Regions from separate parts of the Anas platyrhynchos genome. Here region 1 is linked to region 2. The links are chromatin contacts, called in public Hi-C maps. All regions are on one chromosome and are shown on one strand. Each heading gives the region's core, a stretch centred on a gene start, on an enhancer-like site or on the middle of the called end of the contact. The rest is flanking DNA. Distances are from core to core; before and after follow the strand shown. Region 1 holds the start of RDH10 (retinol dehydrogenase 10). Region 2 overlaps STAU2 (staufen double-stranded RNA binding protein 2).

Region 1 (6,701 bases), core at 1,295-3,794, 200 kb before region 2:
CAAATCACAGGATCATCTGCAATATGGACTTTAAAATAACCATCAGTTCTGCCACATCCTGATAGTGCTTTATTTTGAACAATATTTATAAGTATTATCACACAGTACTTATCTTTACAAAGACCCTTTTGAGTTCAAGGAGAATTTGAATAATGCTCTGAAACAGTTTGCTTCTTGGGTGGTTCTGTGAGGAGCCAGAGCCTGAACTCGGTAATTCTGTAGGTCCCTTCCAACTCCGGATATCTGATGGTTCTGAGACTGTTGACTAACCATAGTTTTATGGAAAATCACACACTTTGCCTTTGCTTTGCCCAGATCTGGTTTATTATACGTTAAATTGATATGGGGGAGTAGTATTTCACACCTACATATTAAAGTACTAAAGCTAAGTAAATACTGTGAAGTTATTTGTTGCTTTAATATCACCAGTGGCAGCATTCCTCTGACCTGCCTAGACAACAGCCATTCAAGTAATCATGACATTCACCTTTTTTTGAGCCAACACCCTCTTCAGACGTCTGGCTTTTGCAGCTGCATAAGCCTTCCGCCTCTTCAGGAGGCTTTCCGGTACAGAAGGCACCTTCTTTGCTCTAAACGACAAAAGAAAGTACTCCTGAAAGGCAAGTTCCTTTAAACTAGCAAAAAACAGCACATTATGAATACCAACACAAACAGGCAGGATGTACATGCAGGCCTCACAGCCTCCAAGCAGTCTGTATCTAACTTGGTCCGGTTATTACCAAGCTGCAATACAGCTTAAAAGGATCACCTTTTGCATTGAAACAAGGAAGCCTAACATTCTTATGTGCTCTCTGAACGCCGATTACGGCTAATTAACATTTCAACAAATACTTCTGGAGAAAAAAAAAATAAAAAATACGGCTTTAATTAAGAGCTTTATTACACAGCTTTGTAACTTACCGGAATTTAAAGCTATTAAATGCTTCGAAAGCTACAATACCAGCATTTACAAGACAGTAACGACTCCCTCCCTCCCTTCCACCTCACCACAGGCCACCGGGGCAGCCACCGCCGCCAGCAGACGGGACGGAGCGGGTTGCGGCCGCATCCCCGCCGCTCCCCACCCTCCTACTCATCCCGCTCGGTGCCGGCAGAGCCCCCGCGGCCGGGCAGCGTCCCGCCGTCAGCCCAAAGGAGGCCGCGGCCGCGGATGGCGGCGGATGGCAGCGAGGCGCCGCGGGTACTCACTCCTTGTCCGCCATCTTCAGCGCCGGAAGAGAGAGGGCGGGCGCATGCGCAGGGCCGCCTAAAGCCTCCCGCCTGCTCGGCAGGGCTTTGAGCGCTGGAAGGACCCCGGCTTTGGGGTGGCCGCGGAGCTGCCTGATAGCGGCGTGTAGGGAGGAGTGGCCAGGGAGTGCCTGAGTGGCTCGGCGGGGCACGTCGCTTTTTTTTTTTATTTTTTTAATTTAGAAAGTTGCTCCGTGCTTGTTACTACATACGTTGTTAAAATCGCCTTTGGAGGAACTAGTCCTGGCGTACGCGTGCAGGAGAAGTGGCAGAACTTGGAGCAGCAAAGAACTGTTCGGTGTGGCAATAAAAGAGCGGGCAGCCGGGCTGAGGGCGGTCGGCATCTGCTGGGTTATTTGCTGCCTGCGTACAGAGGTGCCGGGTGGCAGCTGCATTAGCGATGATGTTCGTAGAATAGCGTTGTTTTGTTCTAACGCAGCAGCTCGTGTCATTTGGTCTCGTTAAAGCTGTAACGAATGGGGTGATTAAAACCTATCAGCTCACAAATAGATAATAAAAGACTTAAAATACCTTAAGTATAAGGAATTATAGATTCATAGAATGGTTTGGGTTGGAAGGGACGTTAAAGACCACCCAGTTCCAACTCCCTGCCATGGGCAGGGACACCTCCCACCAGCCCAGGCTGCCCAAAGCCCCATCCAGCCTGGCCTTGGGCACCTCCAGGGATGGGGCAGCCACAGCTTCTCTGGGCAGCCTGTGCCAGGGCCTCACTGCTCTCTGAGTGAAGAATTTCTTCCTAACGTCTCATCTAAACCTCTCCTCTTTTAGTTTGAAACAGTTCCGCCTCGTCCTGTCTGAGCAAAGAGCCGCCCTTCATCTTTTTTATAAGTCCCCTTTAAGCACCGAAAAGATTTTGCACTCTTTTAACGAAGAGATTTCACTTTATCCACCGAGAAGAAAAAAAAACAGCTCAGGACGCGGGCACCCAGATCTCTCTAGGAGAAACCAGACCCACGCCACCGCATCCCCACCTCCACCTCCCCGTCAACTCCCCCAAACCCCGCACCCCGAACCTCGCCTCAAGATGGCGCTGCGGGGGCGGCGCGGTGCACGCCGGGACATGTAGTCCCTGAGGGGTGGGGGACACCGGCACCGGCTCCGCCTCGCAGCCGCCGGCCCCCGAGCGGCGGGGCTGGGCTGGGCTGGGCTGGGCTGGGCGGGGGTGTGGGGGTCCCGGGAAGGCGGAGCGGCCCGGGGGAGGGCCGGGGAGCCGGGGAGGAGGAGCCCTCCCGCCCGCCCGGCCCGCCCTATATAGGGCGCCGAGCGAGCAAGATGCTCACTGCCAGCAGCGGGGCCGCGGGCGGTCGGGGCGGGCGGCTGGAGCCGTGCTGGGGCTCGTTCCCCGGGCTGGCTGTGCGGGGCCGGGGCGGCGGTGCCGGGCTCCGTGCGGGGCGTCCCGTCCCGTGCCGTGCCGTGCCGGGCTCCTGATCGCAGGCGGGGGCGGCCCCGGGTGTCGGAGCCGCGCGGCGGGGGCTCGGGGCCGGCAGCATGAACATCCTGCTGGAGCTCTTCGTGGTGACCTTCCGGGTGCTCTGGGCTTTCGTGCTGGCCGCCGCCAAGTGGCTGGTGCGGCCCAAGGAGAAGAGCGTGGCCGGGCAGGTGTGCCTCATCACCGGGGCGGGCAGCGGCCTGGGCCGCCTCTTCGCCCTCGAGTTCGCCCGGCGCCGGGCGCTGCTGGTGCTGTGGGACATCAACACGCAGAGCAACGAGGAGACGGCGGGCATGGTGCGGCACATCTACCGCGAGCTCGCCGAGACCGCCAGCGCACCCAAAGGTAAGCGGGGGGGTCCCCCACGATGTCCCCCGCAGCTCACCTGTGCCTCTTCCCTTCCCCTTCCCGCAGCCGCCGTGCCCGAGGGTCCCCCCCGGGCATGGGGCAGCTCCAGGAGGGCACGGGGCGTCCTTCAGACCTGGCAGCGACAGCAAAACTCTGAGTTCTTCGTCCTTCCCCGTGGCACCGCTGTGCCCAAGTTTATTGAGCCCGATGGAAGCCGGCTCGCGCTTTCCGCTCAACTCTCAGTTCGCCTCTTGGAACCCAAGTAAGGCTCCTGTTGTTCTCTTGTCTGTGTTCCTTAGTAGATGGAGAAAAAGATGCGCTGCCCCATTGCGGCTTGCAGGTTTACACGTACACCTGCGATGTGGGCAAGAGAGAAAATGTCTACTCGACAGCAGAGAGGGTCCGCAAAGAGGTTGGCGAGGTGTCTGTCCTGGTTAACAACGCCGGCGTGGTCTCCGGGCACCATCTCCTGGAGTGTCCCGATGAGCTTATCGAGAGGACCATGATGGTCAACTGTCACGCACATTTCTGGGTAACTATAAACTTCTTTCTGCTGCCCTTTTTGTCACTTAATTTTAGGAAATTAACTGTTGTTGCCTAACTCCTGTCTTCTTGGGTTTTGCACTTGTTCCCTTTAATCTGCAAGCTGGCTACTTTGCAGGTTTCTTATTCTTTAATTTAACTTTCTGTCTAGCAGGAATGGTGGGTATTACAGTTATTAATAAATAGCCCTAAATCAACAATGTCCTCCTAGAATCTGGAGTTTAAAATCTCATGCCCTCTTATGTAGTCCTGGGCATGAAGTCTTTTGCAACCGTAACCTCTGAATCTGCTTAAAGGTTGCTACTGTTAATGAATGACTTCACTCCCCTCCTCCTGTAGCTTTATACTAGTACGTTAGCAGCTTTAAAATGCTGTTTTAATAATGGTTACAGTAGTGAACTTAAACACTTCTGGAAAAAAAATACTTATTAAAAAATCTGTTGGAAATCTTGCTTAAATTGCCTTGGAGGCAAACCCTTCCTTTTGAAGGCTGAGAGTAAAGGCAAAAGATCTCTCAAGAAATCAAGCCAAGAACACTCTTTCAGGAATTCTGCGTATTTGTCCTCATAGCTCTATCCTGGGGCTGCCAGTGGAAGTAAGAGAAACCTTTAAAGTGGATTCTGAGGTGATACTGTCTTTGTAAGTAGCAGTTACTAATTAAGGAGAAGTTATCTGATCTCATTCTTCTTTTCTCCCTAAGTCCTGTTTTCATGTGTGTTTTATTTTTAAGCTCACTGTAGTGTGGAGTTATATAAATTACTATGTCGAAGGAGGGCACAATGCACACTTGGGTTAGCATTAGCTGTCAGATCGAGCCTATTGTTAGTATTAGAACTGTTCTTTGGTCCCTCAAATAAGGTTATGAAATACACTTGCATAACAATCAAAGGATTAGGCAATCTGAAATATACTTCAACTTGAGCTTTCTTGTCTGTTCTTACCTTTTTGATAATAAAATTCTGTATAATTCCTCATCTTCAAAACTTAGACGGACCTATCAGACCTGGGTTTCTAATGTGGAGGCTTCAAGCTGTTTCATAACCCTAAAGGAGCCCCCTTCAAATCTGTTCTGTGAAACACTTAATGGCAGAGCAGTCTTTTTCCAATGTATTGTAAAGCATTGCTGAGAGAATGCTTAAACTTCAATGCACATGAGATTGTGTTTAGAAACTCCTAAACCTTAAAGTATGTTTTAAGGCAATTTGGAAAGTGATGAAAATGCTCATAGGACTTCCTACAACAGCTAAAAGTTCTGCATGTTCCCCTTTATAAAAGTTAAGCTGATGCTTAAGCAAACAGAGATGTACACTAGATTTAATGACTGTTATTGATGTGGTTTAAAAGCAGAATTGACAAAGTTTCCAAGAACTCTAAATTATGACATCACCATGAATTAAAATATGGGAGGATCCTAAATTTTCCAGCTGTTCTTCCTTCAGGCCGAAGTCATACACTTATTTATAACATTGTTTCAGAGACCTTTATAAAGCACCCTGTGTGTTCTGTCTTTTTACAGTAATATAAAACTAAACTTAGTCTAGGATCACTATGATTGTTTTTCCATAAGTTTCATTCATCTCTAAATGTTAGTGTAAAGTGACTTTAATTTTTTTTAAATCCAAAAAGGTATGGTTAGATCTGAACTGTGAAAATTCATGCCTTGGCATAAGCTTCTAAGGAGCAGTCAACACCCTTTATATTTACTTGAGGATCTGTTCATACGTATGCTTCCTGCAGATCCTGTGTCCTGCTTTGCTTTTTCCTTTTATTTATTTTCTTGCTGCTACAAAGCTTTTTTCCTAGTCTTCCCCTTCCTGATCCCAGAAAAGGTTGGCTTGACCAACAGTGGGTGGACTTCTATTTAAAAAAAAAAAAAAAATACTTAATTCATAAGGTATCATCTGAATCAGCTGATTTGAAGCCAATTTTTTTTTTTTTTTGCAAGTCAATGCTGACTTAAATAAAACAATGTGTCTAGATGTGTGAAGTCTTATGCAGCTAGACTTTTCCGTGTCAGCTAAACTGGTGGTCCAAAAGCAAAGTGAATGCTCTGGAGTATTATGTAGACTTTTAACTATTCTTGGAGGGTGTTTCATCCAAAAAGCTGTAAATGGATTTCATAAAGACAAGGATCTTCCATGTAACATTGCTCTGTATTTCAGTGTCTGTGCTTCCTGGATCTTGTTTTTCTTCTCCTGTATAATACAGGATTGTTTTTCCTTGATCACTTATCAAGCCTCCATGTGCTTCTGTATTAAAAATGGCAAATGGGACTATGGTGTTGTTCTCCCTGAACTCTCTGAAATGAGGCTGGTTGCCTGCTCTCTGTGCAGAGTGCAGGTGAACCAAATTTGTTCAGTGTTACCAGCTATGATCCAAAGGCTGCCCAACCTCTGCAGCAGGCAGCAAGACAAAAGTCCCACTGGCTTGCTATGGGGACTCTGACTGGGCTGCGTACTGTATCCCAAACTGGCAGTAAGGAGAGCTTTAGCAGCATGCCACAGCCTAAACAGATGCTTTCCATTTTGCTGACATCCATGATTTGTGTAAGCCTTCCTATGTGTGTTCTGTATAAACATGTCGCCACTGCATCATGTAGCAATTTCCACAGCATAAAATCCATTGCAGTATTAAAAACCTGTTATTTCATGCTGTGATAACTCAAATGCTTCTGATATTGAAAACACAGGGACAAAATCCATTCTCGGTTTGAAACAAGCCAGCTCTGGTTTATACTATAATTTGCAGATGCATAAAACTGTAGCTGTAATGTAACAGTATCTTTCCTGCCAGTCTGTTGTGAGAATAATAAGTTACTTGGCTGCACTTGTCAATTACTGGAACTGAACTTCTGCAGACCACAGAGTTCTCTTCCTGTATGTCAGAATCCAGATCTAAAAAAAAATGTTGAGTGTTAAGTTAGTTCAAGATTAAATTGTTGCTTAATGAATTTTAAGCAAAAAAAAAAATAGAAATACTTCTGTTTGTTCTTACAGTTTTGCAATAAAGCTTTAAAGTGAAGTACCAACTTACTGTGTTATAGATCACAGAACAGAAAAGCTATTGTACAAATTACTTCAGAACAGATTGAGATCTTGTACCTATTATTCTT
Region 2 (6,738 bases), core at 2,839-5,338:
ATGCAAACTTTAAGGACAAAACTTTGCTATGCTGAATGGAAACGTGAGGCAAAGCACCTCAGACTCCTTCTGGCCATTTTAGGGGAAGAGATGTTGTACCTTGTAGATTAAGCCAGAAGCCAATAATTATAACATGGTGAAAAATCCCAGTGCCACCCAACCCTGCTGCTGGACCAAGTGTTTTGTTCTCTTGTTTGTCCTGGGATGACTAGCTTAACACACCAAGCTTCAGAGCTGAGAGTCCACATCAACCTGGGAATTAGGGCACTGGTGTTCAGAGCACAACAGCATTCTGTAGTAAAACACTACTTAGTTAAACCAAAAGCACTTCAGTAAAAAGTGTATATGCTTGCCTGCCTCCCATTAGAGCTGTTATTACCCAGATACGAGAAAATATTTCGCTCTTTCATATATCCCTGAAGAGTTGATTGATCTGATACTTTTTCTCTCTAGGGAGAGATTTTTATCTTTTTACAATCCTTCCACTATGATAGTCTGATGACTCCCACCGCAGCATTCATAAAATTATTACATTTCAACATTCTTAGAATTATTTCTTAGTATAAGAAAGGGAGGATTCAGTTCTAGATTCAGACACCAACATTTATATATTTAATTATGTGTAGAAAACTAAGTTCCCATCACAGTGAAGCCCTGGAGAGAACCATATGAAATGCTGACATCTTAGCTTATGGTATGACAACTGGCATTCTAGACTTGTGACTGCACTGACTAGACATTCCAGTGGTTATAATGGGAGAACAGGCTTCTCCTGAACAGGTAGAGACTAGGAAGGTATCTGAGCTTGGATCTGAATACCACCATCAGCTGCCTGAACGCAAGCACACCATATCATTAGGGCTGCGGTCATGTACCTGTGAGATATCCACATGATGTGACACAGGACTCCTCCACAGAAATGACAAGTTTCCCATGAGTAGCTGTAATCCTGGTGGATTATCTAAAATAATATGCTGACTTAACCCTGCTTGTAGAGATTTATTCAATTAACTAAGCATAGATATGCAGGGATGTTTGAAATGCTCTATAGCACCTTGCCTGGCCTCCAGCTACCACTCTAGAAAGGTCTCCTCTAGGTCTCCTGCCATATCTGCCAGTCCCACGTGGGTATCTCAGAGACCCTATTGAGTGTCTTCCCACCTGACACAGTATATACGTTTGAGATGACATCTGCTTCATACACAGCCGTGCATAAAATCTACCTTCCATGCAGAAAGCCTCAATAATTGAATTTTAGCAAAAGACAATTAGCTAATTATATGCCTAAATTCATGAAAAGACATTCTTCTACAGAATAATCTGAACTCTACCTTTTCCAGGCTACTAGCTGATGTAATCAATGCTAGATTGGAGCCTCAGACAGATGAGACGCTTTGTACAGGCAGAAGTCTCCTTCCAGAGGAGGTTCTGGTAGCACAGTATGACACCTAAAGGCCTGGACAATTTCAAACTTCATCCTCTTTCTGCAAATGAGGTAACTAGGTTGTATGACTGCAGGTGTACTTCTGAAGACTGTCTCAACAGATTTGGTATTGCATCCTGCCTGCAGTGCAACCTACTCACTTGGAAATTTGGCTTATGTTCTCCACATCTGTTCTTCTGGCTAGATTCTCCTTTCTTCCCTCAAGATCATGTACCTTTTGTGAAATAAATGAAGCTGAGTGAGGATTTATATTGCACTGCTAAGCACTCAAAATTGAGTAACGCTAGCTTCCAATCTGTTCCCTTTGATGTGTGTATTTAATCTTTAACTCAGCATTTGTAGAAGAAACAAACTTTTCATTTTTACTCCATTTGTTCTCCGTACAATATTTTATTCATGTGATCTGACCATTTTAGTAATTTATCCAACACTCACACCGTCTATTTCATTTTAATCATTAGATTGAATTTGGAGAACATGTTAGCCCACTATGCAGCTAGCAGCTACAGATGGAGTTATCCAAAGGCTAATCCCTCAAACCTCCTTTTACTATTCCCCATTTTTGAAGTGCTGATTCATTATTTAGGGCACTGGTCCACAGGACTGTTATACATAATTTCAGAAGCAACTAAGCCTAAGCAAACAGACCCATGCAGCCTAAGGTAAGTACTCAGCAGGGTAACTACTGACACAACAGGCAGGAAATACTTGCACACTCAGGGAGATGCCCTGTGCTTTGTGGCCTGGCAGCTTGGCTGGCTCCAGAAGAGGCAAGAATATGCTTCCTCTCTGTCTGATGTTGTAAAGTAATGTTCACTAACAAGAACTGTGCTCAGAAAGACAGAGCTGTGAAGAAAGAAACAAGGAGGAATGGTCTGTGCACCCTTTCCCCTTGAAGAAAGGCAATCATCTTCTCCTTAGTCTGCAGTATTCAACGGATAGGCAGGAAGAAGCAACCCTAAACAAAATCAACATGAAGGCTCAGTGCAGCAGAAACTGTCAAAGCACACAGAAGCTGCAGTTTATCCCAGGGACATTACCACTTTGCGTGACATGTACTTATAGAACACACCATACAATTTTCCCAAAACCAAGCAAGAAACTGCTTTAATTATTTTATTCCCATCATTTAGCTTGTCATTGTTTTTCTTTTTCTTTGTTCCTATGTTTCACAAGTGTTACTAATTTTGAATGCTTTTTTTTTTTTTTTTTTAATAAAGGTTTTTCAAGCTCTCTAGATTGTGGTGAGACACATTTCAGGGAATTTTATATGGTAAGCAAATAATTTCTGAACTCTCCCAGAAAACAAGGGTTGCATTTTGTGATCTCTTTGACACTACTTTCCATACTGAAACATCAAAAGCTGGTGTTCAGTTTCTAGTGGTTTTATTTCTTGGTTGAAAACACTTGGTTTGGCAAAGTCTGTAAGATACAATTTCTTTTCTGTCATTTACAGACATTCTACATTTGAAAATACTGCTGGACAATTAAACTTCAGGGATGATTCTTTTCAGCTTTAATTGAAGACAAAATAGCTTACAAGACAAACAAGCACTCAGTGGCACGACAAGGCAAGCTGGATGGTCATGGAGGCAGAACAGCTATCTCATTTTATTGTTTAATCACTTATTTTACTGTTTAATGGCTTAAACCAACTGCATGCTCAGGGATGCAACAGAGTACTAGTTGTAGCACTGGCTATTGCTATGAGTAGTACACACATTTCCTCATCAGTTCTGCCAATATTTTTCAAACCTGCCCTACTGTTTGGCCTCTTCTGAGTAGCTTGTCAGTGCCAAATGGTGGGCTGACAAACACAGACAAGATGCTAACTAAATCAGTTCGCAAACAGTCCCTGAAACCACTAGCACTTACTTCCCTAGAGTCAGTTTATGAAGTTTTCAGATAAAAGAAGCCATACAAATGCAATGTTCACCACGTTAGCTTTTCTGCAATGTATACCACCTGAACTAAAAGTTCCTCACATGCCTTTATTGGAGAATTGCTCATAACTCCAACTTGTGAGGCTTTAAAAGAAAGCATATACCTGGTTAATTATGAGTGCAGAAAAGTCTTTTTTTTTTTTTTTTAATTTTAACTATAATTCAGTAGTTGAACCCTTTATTAACTACAAAGTCGTCTAACATGGCTGGATTCAAAGTTGATAAGGCGAGCGTTCAAAAAGAAAGCTGTCAGAGGCCATCAAGCTTCCTAGTACCAAACTTGTATAGACTCTACTGGAATAAAGATAATCTGGAGAGGACTCCCAAGCTGTCTCATCAGATATGAAAAAACTTTAAAGGTCTTATCTATACTGTGAAACAAACTGCAGTATACAGATATCCAGCCTACCAGAGACCTAAGCTGATAAATCCACATGATTCAGCACAGACCATACAGATTTCATCAGCTTGGGTGGAGATGCAATGTAATAACAACAGCCCAGTGATGTTAACCTAGTGAGTACCACATTCACTAGCTTGAGTGAAAAGCCATGCTAGTACATCCTTGCCTCATCCACTCCAAGCAGGACAGTATTTTAACTGTTTAGGTACTGCTAAGAGGGGAGCAGATTCCTTATTTAGCATAGGGAGAGACTTACCCAGGGCTGCCCTGGTGTTACACACAGCCTTAAAGGCCTTACCCTGTGCCATGCTGAGAGGTTTGTATGTGCAGTGATGGAGCCTGCCTGCCACTTGCAGCTCTGTAACTTTCTACCTGCACTGCCTGGACAGCATTTTCCAGTTTGGCTAGCTGGATTTTTCCCTTGCTATTCTCTCCGTGCTTCTATTCTCAAGGCCTCGCACCTGGAAATGCTGATAATGTTGATACTCAATTTGACAGCTGAATCTGTACCATACCATAGTCCTTCTCTCCTCTGTCCTCTCTCCTTGGCAGTAACTTTTGGTATACATTGCTGAGCCCAGCAACATGCATGTACAAACCTCAAGAAGCAGTCAACATTCAACACCTGCCCTGATGCAGCATGAACACTGTCATAAACTGGAACAAACAACAGGGAGTATAAGCAGGTCCATGTGAAAACCACAGAATAACTACAGGAAAAGCAGAGGATACTCATAGAGGATGCTCTGTCACTTCCCTTTCAAGCTGGCCAGTGGGAAAAGTTTCTCTATTTCCTTTTTCTTCCTCTCACTTGTTTCCCCCTCCCTTTTCTTTCCCCCCCCATAAAAGTCACCTTCACCATTAACTTATGCTGTGGACCTTACAATTGCATTGCTGCATTTTGTGTGTAATCCTCTGTGCTAACACACCTGCTGCCCATATACATATTATACATATTTTCTACTCCATGTGCAAGTGTAGTTCTCCTGACCCCTCCCTGGTGACAGCACAAGGTTTTGTGTGACTAGGTGAGCACATGTTTAAGGAGAGACATTAGTCACGCTGTAACTTCTCCATTCCTCTTGCCCCCCAGTTGATTAATTTCTGAGCAGCTCATCTACCAGTGCTGGAGCTGGAAAAATTGCAGGGAAACATGGGCTGGGCACAACGGAGGAGGAGGAATCAAGGCCACCTCAGCATAAATCATTTTAAGCTGATGTGGAAGCTAGCTCTCAAATTTGCATGCAAATAGCAGCTCTTAGACTACAATTCCATGAGTTACTGAAGAGGATCTTTTGTGCAACTTGAAATGCTAGACTTAACTGGTCTAAAGATATGCCCTGCCTGGGCATAAAAGTACTCAGTACTTTACTTTTCCCCCCTCAAGTAATTGCTAGAATCAGAGTCCCCTGGTACAATCTCATAATCTGTATTTTAAAGTATTTGAAAAGCACATTTTTTTAAACAAAGATCAGCAAGAAACTTAGTTAAGAGTATAAAAGACCAAAATGGCTTCCAGCTTTCTACATATTTAGTTATCTGTTTTAATAACACAGCTGCTTCCTCAATCTAGAGTCAGAGACTAATGAAAAGGAAGAGCACTGATTGTAGCATCTTACCTAAATTATTCTTCAAATCTTGTTTGTAAACAGCCTACGTGGTCTCCATTTACTCAGGAAGACCAACACTTCTATTCTAAAAATCATCAAACAAATGCCAAATACACAGTAGCAGCAAGTTGTTTAAAATGTAATAAATGTAAATACCACCCTATGGGAACAAAATACAGTTTCTGTGCTTCACTGATTATTGTTACAGATCTAGAACCGCCTTCAAACCTCTCCCTGGTCAAGGCGGGCAGCGATCCCAACAGAAAGAACCCTGTGCATTGAGGTGTCTGTGATGCATGACGCAGTGAACCCAAGCAGCTTTCAGAGCCATGCTTGGCTGCAGGGTCAGCCCAGCTACCTCGCTGCAAGAAGCTCTCCCTCGACATCTCTGCGGCCTTGCCTTTATCTACCAGTGCAGCAGGAAGTTCTCATGAGAACAATGTTTTTGTTTTGACTGTAGAAATAACAGAGTTGTTTCCTTCTAAGAAAATCCTATAAAAGTTTGACTGACCAAAAAGGGGAGGATAAGGTCTGCATGACGTGTTGCACATGGGATGGAGACCTGTTTCTTGCCACACTACTGGGGGCTCCCAGCATCTAAAGGAACATAGGATTATCTGTGCTACTCTCTTCTTACAGCATGTGCTCTAAGAAATGATACCTTGTAAGTGCCTTTCTTACTGGGATCATAACAAACCAGCACCTCCTGATGCAAAACAAGGTGATGAACAATTATTTCCAACATAGGACAAGTCCCTAGACATTACAGGATGGCAACACTTGTCTTTCATCTGGTATGACTGTGTGCACAGGTAGGCAGATGTACAGGGTGTGCGTGCACATGCAAACAGACAGTTATTTATCAATTAGTTTTAGTTATTCATTAATTTAGGATCCTCTGTATTATTAATCGTTCTGCAGAGGCTGCTGTATTCAACTAAGTACAATGGGGCAGACAAGCAGAGATTTAGGCTTTTTGTCCCACCCTACCTGTTTTGTGATCAGAAAACAAATACCCTTGCTAGCCACCTAATGCACCTAGAATAGTAGTGTCCATGTACCATTGCACCCTAACATAGGAACAAAGTTCAAGAAAGAAGCAAACAATGATTACAGTAGATGTGCTATTCTTTTTCATTTAAAGAAAAAAAAATCTTAAGAGTTAGGAACTGCTAAGTGTTTGGAGGTTCTGTTTCCATGACTTTGTTTCAGTAACTAAGATCAGATTCTAGAAGTCCACGTTTTGTTTTTTGCTAACCTGCATTTTTTCCAGTCTAGCCTTTTTATCTGTTAGTCAAACTAATATCATTATAAAAGCAATTAAAATAAATGCAAGAT

Evidence for each region. A called contact is a pair of places that touch in the nucleus more often than the background predicts.
Region 1: a contact with region 2 is called in a Hi-C map of liver, with 4 times the contacts expected there. The contact joins the promoter of RDH10 here to the enhancer-like site in region 2. A contact is called at or near these places in 2 of 8 Hi-C or Micro-C datasets (liver and subcutaneous adipose tissue).

What each region holds. Positions count from the first base shown.
Region 1 is chr2:33,351,541-33,358,241 of IASCAAS_PekinDuck_T2T, reverse strand. RDH10 (retinol dehydrogenase 10) reads left to right here and starts at 2,544. Exons shown (of 6, transcript XM_027452352.3): 1 at 2,544-3,043; 2 at 3,349-3,578. The coding sequence starts at 2,758. RPL7 (ribosomal protein L7) reads right to left here and starts at 1,358. Exons shown (of 7, transcript XM_005021215.5): 1 at 1,210-1,358; 2 at 488-590. The coding sequence starts at 1,223.
Region 2 is chr2:33,148,616-33,155,353 of IASCAAS_PekinDuck_T2T, reverse strand. All of the region lies in intron 5 of STAU2 (staufen double-stranded RNA binding protein 2), which reads right to left. Among named protein-coding and RNA genes, the nearest start is that of STAU2, 31 kb to the right of the region's middle. Within about 2 kb of position 4,088, at least 1 of the 8 cell types and tissues checked has an H3K27ac peak or open chromatin away from gene starts, as enhancers often do.